2 separate regions of the Callithrix jacchus genome follow, and region 2 is linked to region 1. The links are chromatin contacts, called in public Hi-C maps. All regions are on one chromosome and are shown on one strand. The core of a region is the stretch at or near the end of the contact, and the rest is flanking DNA. Distances in the headings are between cores, read along the strand shown. Region 1 holds the start of EGLN1 (egl-9 family hypoxia inducible factor 1). Region 2 overlaps EGLN1 (egl-9 family hypoxia inducible factor 1).

What was found. Hi-C and Micro-C count contacts between places; a contact is called where the count stands out from the background.
Region 2: a contact with region 1 is called in a Hi-C map of skeletal muscle, with 6 times the contacts expected there. The contact joins the enhancer-like site here to the promoter of EGLN1 in region 1. A contact is called at or near these places in 2 of 3 Hi-C or Micro-C datasets (both in skeletal muscle).

Annotation. Positions count from the first base shown.
Region 1 is chr19:53,462,638-53,467,448 of calJac240_pri, forward strand. It overlaps EGLN1 (egl-9 family hypoxia inducible factor 1), which reads left to right and starts at 1,961. Exons shown (of 3, transcript XM_078357337.1): 1 at 1,961-3,262. The coding sequence starts at 2,372.
Region 2 is chr19:53,506,025-53,510,747 of calJac240_pri, forward strand. The region is part of intron 1 of EGLN1 (egl-9 family hypoxia inducible factor 1); the gene reads left to right. Among named protein-coding and RNA genes, the nearest start is that of EGLN1, 44 kb to the left of the region's middle. Within about 2 kb of position 2,062, at least 2 of the 16 cell types and tissues checked have an H3K27ac peak or open chromatin away from gene starts, as enhancers often do. A contact at or near this core is called in skeletal muscle, where this site is marked.

The DNA of each region.
Region 1 (4,811 bases), core at 711-3,210:
CTTTACATAATTTTTGTGTATGAAAAATGTTTTAAAAGTTTTTCGTAAGCCATGAGATAGCTGCTTTACATTTTAAGAATTTCTGAATTAATTTGCTTAGATTTTATTAGTGCAAACAGCAGAGCTAGATTCTTTCTAGATTCTAACATGAAATGTGTTTCTAAACTGCTGAATCAAAACATAGGTTCAACTCTCTGAGTTGAACACACACATAGCAAAGCAGTTTCACAGATAGCTTGCTTCTGGGTTTTAAAGCCAATTCCTTTTTCTGTGTTACCATTCCATCCTATTCATCCCTCTTTTAGGAAACTCCGAACTCTGGATTGTCCTTCTTTACATATCTGCCTCCTGCATTGGACTATGTGTCTCTGAGTGTAGTATGACTAATTCATTTGTTTGTCAAGGATAGTGTAGCACATGGTACACTCCCAATTCATCTGTTGAACAGCCTAATCAGTAATGTCTGCAACAATGACATTTTACTGTATTTAATAAAGCTCTGGGAAAGTAGGATACACATAAGACAGATCCAGGTCTTAATTCTTTACAGAAATGTGGATTTTTAGTTCGGTTTGGAATTTGAAGATGTGAGTATATTTACCTCAGTTTCCCAAATGACAAGCTGATTGAATTATTATCCTCTTCCACCTGACTGGATCCCCAGAATGCCATTTACGTATGTAGCAGACTTTTATAACAGTTTTAAATTATGTATATTTGATGAAGAGGTTTTATATTTTTGGATTCAAGCTTTATTTTTTTTAAATTCTACAATGTGGTTTATAGTAATTCCATACATCCTGCTTTTGAAATACATATTGCAGCTTCTTTAAGCTTGGAAGGCTATATCTCAAGGACTGAAGTTACAGTATATTCAAGTGATACACAAGCCTAGCACCGAATTTTCCACAGTAAGTGTTCGATAAAGACTGTTAAACTCTAAGTCACAGGCCTTTTTATTCTTAAGACAAATAACAGCAGAAACATCCTTGGCTTATTTATGGAAAGGTTTTTATGCTCTATAAAACAAAGAATTGTATCCATCAGCGTAGCACAGATTCTATTAAAAATAAATGTGAGAGTCGTTAATGTAGTAGTACTGCTCACTTACTACCAAAATTAACTTTTCAGGGATAATTCCATCAGTTTAAATTGGATATTGGAATAAGCACTCATTTGACTTGGTAGCCCAATCATGGGGGTTCGAACTCGGCGGGATTTCAAAGGTTTTAAAAATGTTTTTGATTTTAACCCTCAAATTTCATAACCTTTAAATTAGGTTGAAACGGGGCACAAGAGATTGGATTAACATCACAGTAATACTTATTTTTGTTCTTAACCATTTCACGGCTTCTTGAAATAGAGGCTGGATGGAGCAATGGAAAAAACAGCCTTGGAATCTGAGCGCCTGATTGCTGGATTCAGTCCCAGTCAGTTCTGCGTGACCTTGGGCAAGTTACTTTACTTCTCTGAATTTCCGTTTCCTCCTCTACAAAATGAGGATCACAGTAGCCACCTTGTAACCCTAACCCGAGCGCGCCTCGCACAACTCGCGCCCGCCTGCAGGAAGAGCAGCCATGATTACGCCGCCGCCGCCGCCGCTCCGCCACCCGCTCGCGGCCGGCGCCCTCCCCTAGCAGGTGTAGGCGCTGCCCGCGCGGCCCCACGCCTTTCCGCCGCTCGCGGGCCGGCCCCTCTGCGTCCCCGCGCAGGCCGCTGCGGGCTGAGGCAGCTCACCGGCCTCTGCGTCCCGGCCCCGCCCCGGGTGGACGGAGGGCGGGCGACCCGGCTCTGAGGCCGAGGTCCGGCCCCGCCAAGTGCGGAGGAGCGCAGGCGGCCCAGGCGCCGCGCCAGCGCCCAAGTGTGAGCGCGGCCCCCGCCCCTCGGCCCTCCCCCCGGCCCTCCCTCCGCCCCCTCCGCCCTCGCGCGCCGCCCGCCCGGGTCGCCGCGGGGCCGTGGTGTACGTGCAGAGCGCGCAGAGCGAGTGGCGCCCGCATGCCCTGCGCTCCTCCACAGCCTGGGCCGGGCCGCCCGGGACGCTGAGGCGGCGACGGCGGCCGAGGGGGCCGGTCTTACGCTCCCCAGGCCCGCGCGCCCGAGCCCAGGTTGCCGTTCGCCGCACAGGCCACGTTTTCTCAGCCCACGGCGGCGATGAGGCGCTAAGGCGGCCACCGGCTCTGCGCCGGAGCCTAGGACTCGGAAGCGGCCGGGCCGAGGGCGCGGGGTGCCGGCCTCCCTGAGGCGAGGGTAGCGGGTGCATGGCGCAGTAACGGCCCCGATTTCTCTCCCCGCTCCCCAGCCTCGGGCGAGGCCGTCCGGCCGCCACCCCTCCTGCTCGGGCGCAGCCGCCGCCGTTGCCGCCGCCGCCGCCATGGCCAATGACAGCGGCGGACCCGGCGGGCCGAGCCCGAGCGAGCGAGACCGGCAGTACTGCGAGCTATGCGGGAAGATGGAGAACCTGCTGCGCTGCAGCCGCTGCCGCAGCTCCTTCTACTGCTGCAAGGAGCACCAGCGTCAGGACTGGAAGAAGCACAAGCTCGTGTGCCAGGGCAGCGAGGGCGCCCTCGGCCACGGAGTGGGCCCGCACCAGCACTCCGGCCCCGCGCCGCCGGCTGCAGCGCCGCCGCCCAGGTCCGGGGCCCGGGAGGCCAGGAAGGCAGCGGCGCGCCGGGACAGCGCCTCCGGGGACGCGGCCAAGGCAAAGGCAAAGGCCAAGCCCGCGGCCGACCCCGCGGCGGCCGCGTCCCCGTCTCGCGCGGCCCCCGGCGGCCAGGCCTCGGCGGTGGCAGCGGAGGCCGAGCCCGGGAAGGAGGAGCAGCCGGCCCGCTCGTCGCTGTTCCAGGAGAAGGCGAACCTGTACCCCCCGAGCAACACGCCCGGGGATGCGCTGAGCCACAGCGGCGGCCTGCGGCCCAACGGGCAGACGAAGCCCCTGCCGGCGCTGAAACTGGCGCTCGAGTACATCGTGCCCTGCATGAACAAGCACGGCATCTGTGTGGTGGACGACTTCCTCGGCAAGGAGACCGGACAGCAGATCGGCGACGAGGTGCGCGCCCTGCACGACACCGGGAAGTTCACGGACGGGCAGCTAGTCAGCCAGAAGAGTGATTCGTCCAAGGACATCCGAGGCGATAAGATCACCTGGATCGAGGGCAAGGAGCCCGGCTGCGAAACCATTGGGCTGCTCATGAGCAGCATGGACGACCTGATCCGCCACTGTAACGGGAAGCTGGGCAGCTACAAAATCAATGGCCGGACGAAAGTAAGTGTGGGCTGCGGGTTTGCGCTGGACATGCCCTTCTCGGCGGGCAGCCCCTCTCGTGACGGTAACTGCCTAGGCTGAGGAGCAGCCTTCCTCTGTATAGAAAGGACTTTGTGTATAGCACCCCGTAAGGAAGACGGACAGAATTCGGGGTAACTGTTTGATCTGGTTAGCCGCTTTGTGTCCGCTGTTTTCCACTTACTGCCAGTCCACAGACTTCTCCGGCTAATTGCATAGTTTTCTGGCTAAACGTAGGCGCTTTAACTTTGCTACTTTCTTCTTTTCTTCCATTCCACTGTTAGTCACAATTCATTCCTTAGTGGCGTTTTAGCCACCCAGTGAGGGGGTGTTAGAGTACCACCCAAAGCAAGTCCTGATGCTGCATCTGTCTTGTGTTTGCATAAGCACTTAAATTTCCTGTGCTGTCTGAATCACTCGTCACATTTTGATTGAGAGTCAAACGCTGTGTTCAGTTAAGAATTTGCCGGCTGACCACAAAAAGGTAAATTTAAGCGTTTAGTCGAAAGACTCTCCATATTCAGGAAGAGCGTGGCTACTCCCCTCCCCCTCTTATAGCTCCTACCCTCTCCCTGTTCCTACTGTTTTGAAACCCATTACAAAAAGGGAAAAGAAGTATTTCCGTTTTCGGATCTCTCTGTGTAGGTAGGCTACATTTTTAGCATTGGTTTCCTTTATTTGCTTTGTTAATGTTATCCTTCTGTTGAAAAAGAACTGTTTTGTAGCTTCCTGGAAAAAACAACACGAAATTGGAGCAGGAGGACTTGTTTTATCCTCCCAATTTGGTGAGATCTTTTTGTTTTCTCTTTACTGTTGCGTTTTTTTCTCCACAGATTTCTTCACTTCCTACCTAGTCTATTTTCTCTTTTTCTCCCTCACGGTGCACTCTTTCTTCCTTAATACTCTCTTGCAGGTCTTATTCATTTTGCTTCTCAGATCTTGATCTTTTCTTTATATCCAGCTACTCCCAGGCCTCCCTCCTCCACCATCAGTCTCTGTCTGATTTTGTGAGTTTTGAGAGATGGACTTGGGAGAGCATCACACTTACATGTTTGTACACACATGCTGACTCTTCCCAGTGGTTTTTTTGGAGTGTGTGTGAGACCATCTGTTTTGACAGTCATTACATGTGATTCTCAGGCTGCTCGGAAGGCTGAACATAGGCAATGAGAAAAATTATAAACATGAAAATTTTGTGGGGAAAAATACAATGTGGAGTCTCATTTACGTATTGCCACTTCATTGCTGGGTGAAGGCACACATCTTAATTTCATGTAGTCTTACGAACAGTTGAATCATATTAAACTGGAAGGAAAAGGGGGATCTGATGAAATCTCAGCCTTGGTCTTTTACTAGCTTTTCATTGATACTTTTAAAAATGAACGTTGTCATGGAACACATCTGAACATAAGTCCTGAGCTCAGAGCAGGAAAGAAATTAGTTTGAGGGAACAGGGCTGTGAAGACTGACCAAAGTATATAGTTGGGACATAAGTTTAAATTGGATTCTTGAAGATGATGTCCCAAATCTT
Region 2 (4,723 bases), core at 812-3,311, 43 kb after region 1:
AAATGTATATATAGCTCGCATTTATTTCAGTGTTTACCATTAGAAGTGTTTTAGTCTTTAGAAGTTTGGCAACATTTTGTGGGCACAAATATGCTGTAGGAGCTTAACTTTTATGTTAATCAGCCTGTGGTAAACTTGGTTTTGTTACACATTGTTTCACTTAAAGTTTCTGAGAACCTATCTAGGCTGTTAAGTGAGGACCTACTGTACATCTTGACATGGGAGACTTGGGCATTAGGCATAATGAGCATGTGCCACTACAGCAGGTGGTGGGCCACTTAGGAGTCTGCATTACCAATTTCATCTGAACTCTTGGGCAGACTATATACATGTCTTACTGGAGCAAGGAATTGAAGAAGAGAAAGTTGTTTTTCTATCTAGACTGCCTCAGTTCATATCCTGCCTCTGCCACATAGAGTCTCTGACCTTCAGCAAGTTTTTTATTTTCACTCTAGTTTAGTTTTCTGGTCTCTAAAATGGGGGAAGGAGAAATTGTACCTACCTAAGGTTTGCTGTAAAGAATGACTGAGGTAATCCATGCCTGGCCTATGATAAGTGATCAGTAAATGTTAGCTGTCAAGCTCTACAAAAGGCATAGTGCTATGTCAAAGCATAGTACTTTGATAATATATTTTAATAGGGCACATTTTCAGATAGTAAATCTTTTCCCTTCATTCATGGTAAAAATAGTAGTTCTGTAACCCATCAAAGTTTTGTGAGCTTTGTATCTCTGTTTTAAAGTAATTCGGTTCAAAAAGGAAAAATAAGTTTCCTAGTTCAGCTTCATATTGAAGTCTAGTAATGCTAGAAATAAATGTCTCTTAGATTCCTCAGAAGCATTGCAGACCTCTTCCTTCCTTTTATTCTCAGAGTGAAAAACAAATTTATGCTGTTTCCTATCTTAAGAACATTCTCAATCAACCAGGCACAGTGGCTCACGCTTGTAGTCCTAGCACTTTGGGAGGCTGAGGCAGACAGATTGCTTGAGCCTAGGAGTTGAAGACCAGCCTGGGCAGCATAGTGAGACCTTGTCTTTGAAAACATAAAAAAGAACATCCTCAATTACGTATATTTTCATACCAGAAAAGAACAAATAGTGGTGTTTTGTTTATGTATAAGCAGATTTTTCTCAATGAGAAATTGAAACATTTAAAGTTGGTGTCTCTACAAGATGGCAAATTAGTAATTTCCCTCAGAATTATTTAGTAGTGGATTGGATTGTTTCTTTTTCAGGCTTTCTAGTTTACAGGGTTATGCTGGTGTTTTACTTGTTATCCTTTTTACAGTTATAATCATGAACTACTGCCTTTCCTGAGGCTAGTATTGGCAAGTTAATTAAATTGGCAGATTCATGCAGGCCCTGTGGAGCACTCATCCCCTCTCCCTTCTTCCTTTCTCCTCATTTTTCAGTATTCCTGTCACCAGAGCAGAGCACAGGGGACCTAGGGAATGCCAGATAAGACTACAGTGGTTTAATTTTCAGTAGCTTTGCAGGTCTCTTAATTTAAAAAAAAAAGAGAGACTACAGTGGTAATAGTCATTTTTGAACAATACATTTAGATGGTGATAACTGAGCTATACTGGGGATTATATAACTTAATTAACACAATTACATTAAACTTATTAAAACTTTTCTTCAAAACATAACATTTAAAACTTTTCTTTATTGCACCTTTTATTTTTTCAAAGAAGCCTCACTTGGAATTCAAATACTACATAGGAAACAGCTAAGCACTGCCTCTAGTTGAAGGTTGGGATAAAACCTGCTTGTTTGGCCTCTTCTCTATCACTTCATTACCAATTAGTCCCCACCCCTATATATCCTCCACGGAACCCTAGGGCCCTAGGACTCTAAGGAAAGCAGTTTAGAAGTGACTAATACAAACAGATCCCGTGTTGGGACACAATCCTGGTGCCGTCAGTTTTGTTCTATTCTGGGATGTCTGGCACATTTTGACAACTACTGAGAAACTCCTCTCCTACCCACACATGCTATTAAAACTGCTCTTTCACCTAGTGTTTCCATTTACATGTACAGTGACTCCATTCATTTATTCACATAGGCTGAAAACCCCAAAAGCTTTCTTGACTCTTCTCACTCTCTACCCATTAGCAAATCATGCTGGTTTTCTGCCTTCAGAATACACCCCGCTTTGCTACTCTGGGTTCAGCCTCTTTGTTTCTTGCCTGGAAACTGCAATAGCTAACTTAGTCTTCTCTTTTCACGCTTCCTTCCTGCAATCTAGTACAGTGGTTAATTCCGTAGACTCTGGAACCAGATTCCCTGTCATGTGACTTTGAGAATACTCATTAGCCTTTCTAAGCCTCAGTTTTCTTAACAGTGAAATGAAGATGAAAACAATGATACTTTTTACCTCACATGGTTGTCTCAGACAACTTATTACGCATAAATTACTTAAATTAGGACATGGCAAACAATAAGTGTCCAATAAATGTTAGGTGGTGAGCAATATTGAGGTTGTTGTGTTTGTTTTTCTTTTTATTCATACAGACTTGAAACTGATATTCTTAAAACATGAGTCAGATACATTCTCTATTGGCTGTCACTTCTTAGCGCAATATCCAAAGGCCTTCCTGTGGCTTATCAGGCCCTGCAACCCTAGGTTACCTGGTTCCTCTCTGATCATGTTGGCCCATGTTCTCTGTGTTCCAGCCACACTGGCCTGCTGCTGTTTCCTGCCTTATTAGACTTTGAGCACTCATTTTGCCTCTGCCACATAAGCTATCCCTTCAGAGAGTTGCCCAACTTGCCACTCCCTTCATTTAAGTCTAAACTCAAATGTCATCCACTGTTCAAGAATATCATGTCATTGTTCTCTATATACTTAACTTTATATACAGCTAGTGACAAGGAAATTATTTGGGCTCATCATTTATTGAGCACTTAAACCCACTAAGCCCATGCCATACCCCTGGTTATTATCAACCTCCGGTGGTAAAAGAAGGAACTTGTTAAGTCTGTTTGGAGTCAGGAAAAATAGAGACATATATAATGTTCTCCAAAAATTCTGCTTCTCATAAACAGCAGTGAATTTGAAGTGTCTAGGAAAACAGGATTTTTAAATAAGGATATAGGTTTAAGATGCCTCTTAATTTCTTAGGGATGGGAAGTGAATTTTAGTGTCTTAGTTTCTTAAGGATGGGAAGTGAATTTTAGTGTTTTTTTTTTTTGAGACAAAGTCTTGCTCTGTCACCTAGGCTGGAGTGCAGTGGTGCAATCTCAGCTCACTGCAACCTCAGCCTCCTGGGTTCAAGCAATTCTCCTGCCTCGGCCTCTCGAGTAGCTGGGACTACAGGCGTACATCACCATGCCTGGCTAATTTTTTTGTATTTCAGTAGAGACGAGGTTTCCATCATGTTGCCCAGGCTGGTTGTGAACTCTTAAACTCAGCTCAGGCAATCTACCCGCTTCAGCCTCCCAAAGTGCTGGGATTACAGGCATGAGCCACCACATCCGGCCAGCAAGTGAATTTTAAAAATTAACATTTATCTTTAGTATGATAGAACAATTCAGTTATTGTTTGACAACTTTATACTAATTCATTGGCTTTAATACATGAGGAAATAAAGAACTTCAAAGATAGCTCATAACCACCCAGGCCTGGTGGCTCACGCTTGTAATCCCAGCACTTTGGGAGGCTGAGATGGGCGGGTCACTTGAGGTCAGGAGTTCAAGACCAGCCTGGCCAACACAGTGAAACCCCATGTCTACTAAAAATACAAAAATTAGCCAGGCATGGTGGCGTGCACCTGTAATCCCAGCTACTTGGGAGGCCGAGGCAGGAGAATTGCTTGAACCTGGGAGACGGAGGTTGCAATGAACTGAGATTACACCACTGCACCCCAGCCTGGGTGACAGAGTAAGACTCCATCAAAACAAACAATCAAAAACAAGAATAGCTCATAACCTTGAACATCTTTGTCTATTTTCTTCATAATAAAAAATACTCTCACCAATTTCAGTTGATTATCATGTACACCTGGAATATGGAGGATATTTTGTGCTTTTTATTTTTGGGCCTCTTTTCTACCTTCATGCTGAATATCTATCAATCTTCTGAATCACATCTTGTTATAATCTGAGCAAATAATTTTCTGATTCAAAGAGGGTAAACATAAGCTAACTTGTTTAGTCCTTTTTTAAACAAAAATCACTGACTAAATGAGTTAATGTTTGGAGTTGAGTTGACTTTTTAAATTATCCCTATTACAACATAGTAAGATCCCATCTCTACAAAAAATACAAAAATTAACCTGCCTGGTGACATGCACTTATAGTCTTAGCTACTTGGGAGGCCGAGGTGGGAGAATTGTTTGAGCTTGAGGCCGCAATGAGCCATGATTCCACGACTGCACTACAACCTGGGCAACAGAGCCAGACCTGTCTCAAAAAATAATAATAATAATTTGGTACCATTCAGAGACAGCGTCAGATGGGGTGTTTTACTGGGTTGATTCACCTGTCAGATGGTAAAATAGGTGTTCTGAAGTGAGCTCAAGGAGGAGAGAAATCTCCCATGTAGCAGAACAAAAACTCACTTGATCTTGATTATCTATATGTATAAAGATTGTGAAAATAGGACCATGAAATTTTTCTGACCTTTGGAGTTATCCCTGTGAAGCACAATTCACCAGTCCTTGGATTGTTCACTGACCTATCCTGTGTTCTCTATAAATATTAATGTAGGATAGCCTTACCTTT